Linked DNA regions of Mus musculus: region 1 is linked to region 2. A link is a contact called in public promoter capture Hi-C data. All regions are on one chromosome and are shown on one strand. Each heading gives the region's core, a stretch centred on a gene start, on an enhancer-like site or on the middle of the called end of the contact. The rest is flanking DNA. Distances are from core to core; before and after follow the strand shown. Region 1 has its middle 12 kb from the start of Cacna1h. Region 2 has its middle 23 kb from the start of Prss29.

Evidence for each region. Capture Hi-C pulls out chosen DNA fragments and counts their contacts.
Region 1: a promoter capture Hi-C map of liver shows a contact between it and region 2. The contact joins two enhancer-like sites. A contact is called at or near these places in 4 of 39 promoter capture datasets (HPC-7-derived erythroid cells, frontonasal cranial neural crest, liver and 1 more), 4 of 484 Hi-C or Micro-C datasets (cortical neurons, embryonic fibroblasts and nephron progenitors), 1 of 115 datasets of contacts at active chromatin or transcription factors (embryonic forebrain) and 3 of 9 other capture datasets (adipose tissue, liver and pancreatic islet).

Annotation. Positions count from the first base shown.
Region 1 is chr17:25,443,886-25,447,313 of GRCm38.p6, forward strand. No RefSeq gene overlaps it. Among named protein-coding and RNA genes, the nearest start is that of Cacna1h, 12 kb to the left of the region's middle. Within about 2 kb of position 1,611, at least 10 of the 459 cell types and tissues checked have an H3K27ac peak or open chromatin away from gene starts, as enhancers often do. A contact at or near this core is called in liver, where this site is marked.
Region 2 is chr17:25,340,047-25,343,251 of GRCm38.p6, forward strand. It overlaps the pseudogene Tpsab1. Among named protein-coding and RNA genes, the nearest start is that of Prss29, 23 kb to the left of the region's middle. Within about 2 kb of position 1,700, at least 9 of the 459 cell types and tissues checked have an H3K27ac peak or open chromatin away from gene starts, as enhancers often do. A contact at or near this core is called in liver, where this site is marked.

The DNA of each region.
Region 1 (3,428 bases), core at 361-2,860, 100 kb after region 2:
CTGGATCACCACTCTTAGGGCCAGAGAGGCTCCAAGCCTCAGTCCTTAGTGTACACCGCTGGGCTTATGTAGATCTTACAGAGTCACCATGGGAGCCACCAGACCACCATGTCCCCACCATAGACCACACCCCTGGGAGGCAACTTCAGACTGGGCCAGAAGCTCCACTGAAGTAGCTGAGTTCTCTGCCCCACAAAGCTCCTTCTCTTCCCACCACCCCCTGACCTGCTCTACTCTTCCGTGATAAGCCAATATCTCATTCCCCTAAAGGACCACCGAGGCCCAGTGAGAAGAAGGGGCTCTCCCTGGGTCACCCTGTTAGGTGATGACAGGAGGACCAATGTTCTGGGTGGCAAGGGCTGCTGTCTGCCTAGGACCTCCAATCCCAGAGACAACATGGGCAACAGGCAACATGAGCAGGGCTGAGACACCTCGTGCTTGCTCTGTGTGGGACACCTCCTTCACAGTCAGGACCTCAGACTGCCTGAGGGCAACTGGGAGGGTCCCTAACTCTTCCCTGAGCGGGGATGGGGTTCCTCTCTCCTGCCACTGGCTAGCGGTACTTACATGCTCATGTCAGGAAGCTGACCTTGTCTTTTGAAGCCAGATAACTTTTTTAGTCTGAAGTTAAGGGTTCCTCTCTCCCACCTGGCTGAGGCATCCGGCTGCTCTATGAGGTAAGGGATGTAAGAGACCCAAATTCAAGTCCAGATCTGGCCCCAGCAGCCAGGAGTACTGAGCCTTGGTTTTCCTTCCATGAAATTCAGGCAACTATTTTCACAGCAGGACCCCATCTGAAGGCACTGAAACCATTTACCACAGTATCCTCCAGGAGCCCTTGCTTTTGTGTCCAGTGTCTGCAATAGTGTCACAAACCAGGGCCATTAAAGTAAGAGAAGTAAGCTTTATTGTGACTTTGGAGGGATCTTTCTCCTGCCTCTCCAGGTCCTGGTGTGGCCACCAGACTCAGGATTCCTCGTCTTCAGGTTCCATGGCTCAACCTTTATCTCCCCTTCTTAGCAATGGGACTTCTCTCTCTGCTAAAAACCTGCCCAGATGTTCCCGGGTGACCCTACCTCAAGAGTCTTAGCTTAATTACACATGCCAAGATCCTGAGTCCAACAAAATAATCTCAGTAGATTAAACAGGTCTAGGATGTGGGTATGCCTCTCAGGAGCCGCCATTCATTCTAAAACAGTCTTAGGCTGAGGGAAGTTACTGGGACTCTTGCCCAGCCATTGTGGCAGTTCAGCTCTGAGTCCAGCCTGGGGCTCCTAGTTAACCAGACCCATTTTGTCCACAGAGATCTGGCCCCATTCAGAAACATCCACAAGTCTGGTGTACAAAGCCTGGTTTGTGGCCTCAGGAAGGGCCTGGAGCTGCACAGGCTTCCCAGGGGAAGCACTCTCAGCTGATGTATATAGATTGCCTTTGTTACCACTTCCTTATAGCTGTATTGAGCGACTGCTGCAGCCACCTGGCAGATGACCTCCTTGCGTTGCCAGAACTGGCGTCTTCTCTGTCTTTTTATTTTGCCTTAGCTGGAACACGGACAGCAGCCTCATCAATGTTTAATGTCTGTGCCAAGACAAGCTTCGAGCTTGCTCTGCGTCCCCAGGGCATGTGTTTTGGCCCAGGGGTTAGGGAACTGGCCATGTTGGTCGCTGTGGGTCCCTGGTACTTTTAAGTCTTCAGGGGAGACTCCAGTCAAGTCTAGGGCCTGCAGGGAAGCCAGAGGGTGATCCAGGAGTCCCAAGGACCATAGAACTACAGGAAAAGGTTGACATGAAATCTACTCAGATAATGTCCCAAACGCCAGACACATTGAATAAACAGCTAAACATTACCCCAGGAGATGGATTTATCAGAGAGGGAAGAAAATATTCTCCATAGAACCAGGCCGACAGCCTGATGTCTGTTCCAATGGATGACTATGAGGACCTGGGACAGAAGCTGACATTGAGATGCTCAATGCTAGGCAGCCTGGAAGGGTTCACAGTCAGACATGGTCTGCTTTCCTCAGACTCAGGATGGGGGAGAATGTGGTCTCTGGGAAATGTCAGCTGTACTTCACAAAGGTTCATGAACTCACACCTCTAGGGCTGGATGTCCTCCAGCTAAGAAATTGAGAAATCCACAGAGAAGTTGATTCCCAGCCAGTGATACCCAAAGCCACAGCAAGTGTGATGTCATAGCTTCTCAGGAACAATCCTCCGGCCAGGCCTGAACTCACAGTACCTGGCAGATGACTTCCTTGGATTGCCAGGACTGGTGTCGGCTCCTTCGTATTCACCATCAACAAGAGCCAGCTGGGCCAAAAATCCCAGCAGCAAATTGAAAATTAGGGAAAAGATGCAAATTAAAATCCCAAGGACAGAAATAAAATACCATGGGGGGGAGGGGTGAACCTTACAGATAATTGGACTACAGTCTTTGAAGTAAAAAAAAAAAATAGAACAAATGGGTCAGTTGGCTAATTGAACACAGCTGATGAGAGAATTAGCGAAGTGGAAGATAAAGAGAGGAAATCACTGGATGCCCCGCAGAGCATGGGAGAGCTGGAAGATATAAAGAAGAGCAGAGAGACCTGGAGCCGGAGGGCTAGGTCTCACGTGCTTCTCGAATGGCCCATCAAAGGTAATTGGGGGTTACCGTGTGATTTTGTAATAGTGCTTTGCTGGGACAGCTTTGTACAGCTGCTCACACACAGTCCCAACTGCCATGATAAACAGTTTTCATACTGAGCCAAAGGAGTTGAAAAGTGCAACAGGCCCCCTAGACCATAAAGTCTACAAAGTTTTCAATCTGGCTCTTTCCAGAAAAAAAAGTTAGCGAGCTGCTCTAGAAGTTCTAGAAAGAAGATAAAGAGCACGTGGAAACCATTGCTGAAGTGAAAGCCGCGAATCTTCCGCAGTCAATGAATCTTCTACGTTCTCAGAGCTGGGAAACAAAATGTGCCCCAAACACCATAAACATGCAGATTCACCAAGGGGAGCTGGGAGCTGAATGCTAATTATTGAGGAAAGCCTGTGACTTTGAGATCATCAGGTGAACCTGGCCCCGGTGTTGCAGTTATGTACTTCTGGCTATTTGGAAGGCTAAAGTTGGAGGATCATGAGTTTAAGGCTTCCCTGAGCCCCTCAGTGAGTCCCTACTTCAAAATAAATAAACAAAGGGCTAGGGATGTAGCTCGTTGGTAGAGCACTTGCCTAGCCTGTGCGAAGCCTGGGTCCAACAGATAAAATAGCCAGTGACTGCACAGCACACAGAGAACCCATTTCCCGCAAATGCAAGGAGAAACCCAGAGGCTTCACACAAGCCAAGAACTCCCTTTTCAAGAGGGAGGCTTCACATGACACTGACAGGGGAAACAGCAAGATGTGTTCTTCAGAGTTGAAAAGGAAGACCTGGAGCCCAGGTGAGCCCAG
Region 2 (3,205 bases), core at 450-2,949:
GGTGAGACTAGATTAAAAATAGAAAAACTAATAAAGACCCACTGGGAGACAGGGGACAGTTGGTCCATGCAACATCAGACTAGACAAGCATGGAGCCATGGTCTTCGGGTATCCAGTTCAGGTAGCAGCGTGGCAGGTTTCCAGGCCAGAGTGCATGTGTACTATGTGACATTTACTCTGTGTCATTAGCAACCTCTATAGGACCACAGCCAGGGCTGTGCTGATGGCTCAGTCAGCAAAGCATGTGTCGTGTAGTTATGAGGACTTGAATTTGGCTCCCAAGAACTCATGGGAAAGAATCGGGGGTGGGGGGCAGGCATCTCTAGGAGGAGCTAGAAACCTATTGCAATGGAAACTTCCAGGAATCTATGAGGTGACCCTAGCTAAGGCTTGTAGCAATGAGGGATATGAAGCCTGAACCAGCCTCTCTCCAGTGGAGGGATTGGGACACAATCCCAGCTGCAAAAACCTTTAACCTACAATTTGTCTGCCTGCAAGATGTGCTGGGGAGAGCCAGGCGTGGTGGTGCACGCCTTTAATCCCAGCACTCGGGAGGCAGAGGCAGGTGGATTTCTGAGTTTGAGGCCAACCTGGTCTACAGAGTGAGTTCCAGGACAGCCAGGGCTACACAGAGAAACCCTGTCTCAAAAAACAAACAAACAAACAAACAAAAAACAAATAAACCAACTAACCCCCCAAAAACCAAAAAAGATGTGCTGGGGTAAATGTGGTGCAGAAATTGTGGAAGTGGCCAACCATGGCTGACCCAGCTTGAGAGGGACCCCACCCCTGACACTGCCTGGAGGGTCAGGAACCACAGGCTGGAAAGCCCAGAGTCCTTAGGAGAGAACTAAAGATGACTGGCAAAAAATTTAAAAAGTCAATGAAATAAATGATTCCTAATGATATTCTGCTATACTCAGAGAGTCATGCCTAGCTCAGCTGTCATCAGAGAGGCTTCCCCCAGGAACTGATGGAAAAGATGCAGAGACCCACAACCAAACTTAGATGAAGCTTGAGGAATCCTGTGGAAGAGGGGGAGGAAGGATTGGAGGAGCCAGAGGGGTCAAGGACACCACAAGCAGAACCACAGAATCAACAAACCTGGGCTCACAGAGATTAACTGCCAATCCGGGACCCTGCATGGGCCTGACCTAGGCCCTCGGCACATATGTTACAATTGTGTAATTTGGTCTTTTTGTGGGACCCCTGTGGTGGGAGCAGGGCCATCTCTGACTCTGCTGCCTGCCTTTGGGACCCTTTCCTCCTGTTTATCGTGAATAGAAGAGGAGGTGCCTAGTGCAACTTGATAAGCAGTGGCTGATATCCAAGGGAGGCCTGCTCTTTTCTGAAGGGAAATGGAAGAAGAGTGGAGGCAGGAGGGGAGGGCAGGGGGAGGGACTGGAAGGAGAGCAGGGAGGGTAAACCATGGTCAGGATGTAAACAAAACAAAAACAAACAAGAAAAACTCTGGGCATGGCAGTACACTTGTGGCCCTGTGGCTGGGAAGGTGGGGACAGAGGACTTTCAGGGCTACTGATGAGCCTGCCTAGGCTAATTGACACACATACACACACACACACACACACACACACACACACACACACACACACACACACACACACAGGACACTACGGGGACAGGCTAAAGTCCACTGCTGCAGCTGACTGCAACCCCCCACATGGCATTTCAAACAGCAGAAACGGAGCTGACCTGAGCGTGGCAGTGTCTGTGGGAAGGTGAGCCTCCAGGACCTTCCCCAGGGCACAGTCATGTGAACTGTTAATCTGGCAAAGAAGGGTGCCTCTTGTTACCTGCAGGAAGGATGGCAGAGAAGGCCAAGGGGGAAAGGCTATGCTGCATTTGTTGGTTTGTTTGTGGGGAGCCTTGCAGTCCTCAGTCCGCGTCCCCCACTCAACCCCTGTCTGTCTGTGTGCACATGTCTGTGTGTATGTGTGAAGGTCAGAGGTCAACCTTAGATGTCACTCCTTAGACTTGTTTTGTTTCGTTTTGTTTTTCCTTTGTTTTGTTTTGTTTTAGTTTTAGTTTTCCCAGCTGTGTGGTTAGGACTCACACCTTTAATCCCAGCACCTGGGAGGCAAGGGCAGATGGCTCTCTCTGAGTTTGAGGCCAGCCTGGTTTACAGGGCAAGGACAACCAGGATAACCAAGACTACACAAAGAAACCCTATCCTAAAAAACCAAAAATAAAAATGAACACCCCAAAAGACACCCCCTGCCAAAAGAAACCAACCCAACAACAAAATGGGGTGTCCTGGTCTTTTCTGGAGTGCGCTCATTTCTCTAGGCTGCATGTTTCCAGCTCTCTAGGGCTACAACCACGTCTTATCACACCTCGTTCTCTCTGCATGGGTTCTGGGGGCCTAACTCTGGTCTTCCTGCTTTACTGACTGTGTTATCTATGCTTATCTTTTTGTTTTTTGTTTTTTTTTTTTTTCTGAGGCAGGGTTTCTCCATGTAGTCATGGCTGTCCTGGAACTCTCTCTGTAGACCAGGCTGGCCTCGAACTCATAGAGATCCACCTGCATCTGCCTCCCAAGTGCTGAGATTAAAGGCGTGCATCGCCACCGACACCTGGCATCTGTAGATTTTAAGATTACGTTTATTTGCTTATTTTTATTGCAGTCATGATTGTGTCTGTGTGTGTCTGTGTCTGTGTGTGTCTGTGTGTGTGTCTGTGTGTGTGTGTATCTGTGTGTGTGAGTCTGTGTGAGTGTGTGTGTGTGTGTCTGTGTGTGTGTATGTGTTTGTGTGTGTGCTCGCATTTGTGTAGGGGTAAATGTTCATGCACATACCATGGCCTGCATGTGTGAAGGCTAGGGGACAACTTGTGTTCTCTTCTTCCACCGTGTAGGTTCTAGGTCCTCAGGCTTAGTGACAAGGATCTTTACCTGCTGAACCATCTAGCCAACCCTCCCACACCCTATATTTCTCTCTTAAAGTTTTCCTGCTATTTCCTGGATCCCAAAGGGGTGGTGCCCCTTACCCAGAAGGAATGAACTTGTGTAGAGAGAAGTTAAGATGACAACAGACAGGGTGGTGAGGAGGATCCACCTCACTATAGGAGCCAAACCCCACAGCTCAAGCTGGCACCCCAAAGCTCAAGCAACATTACCCCAATTCTCCCAGGCACTTCATTTACCCCTGCTGACTCCAGAATCACAGCAACACTCACAGCTGCTTTA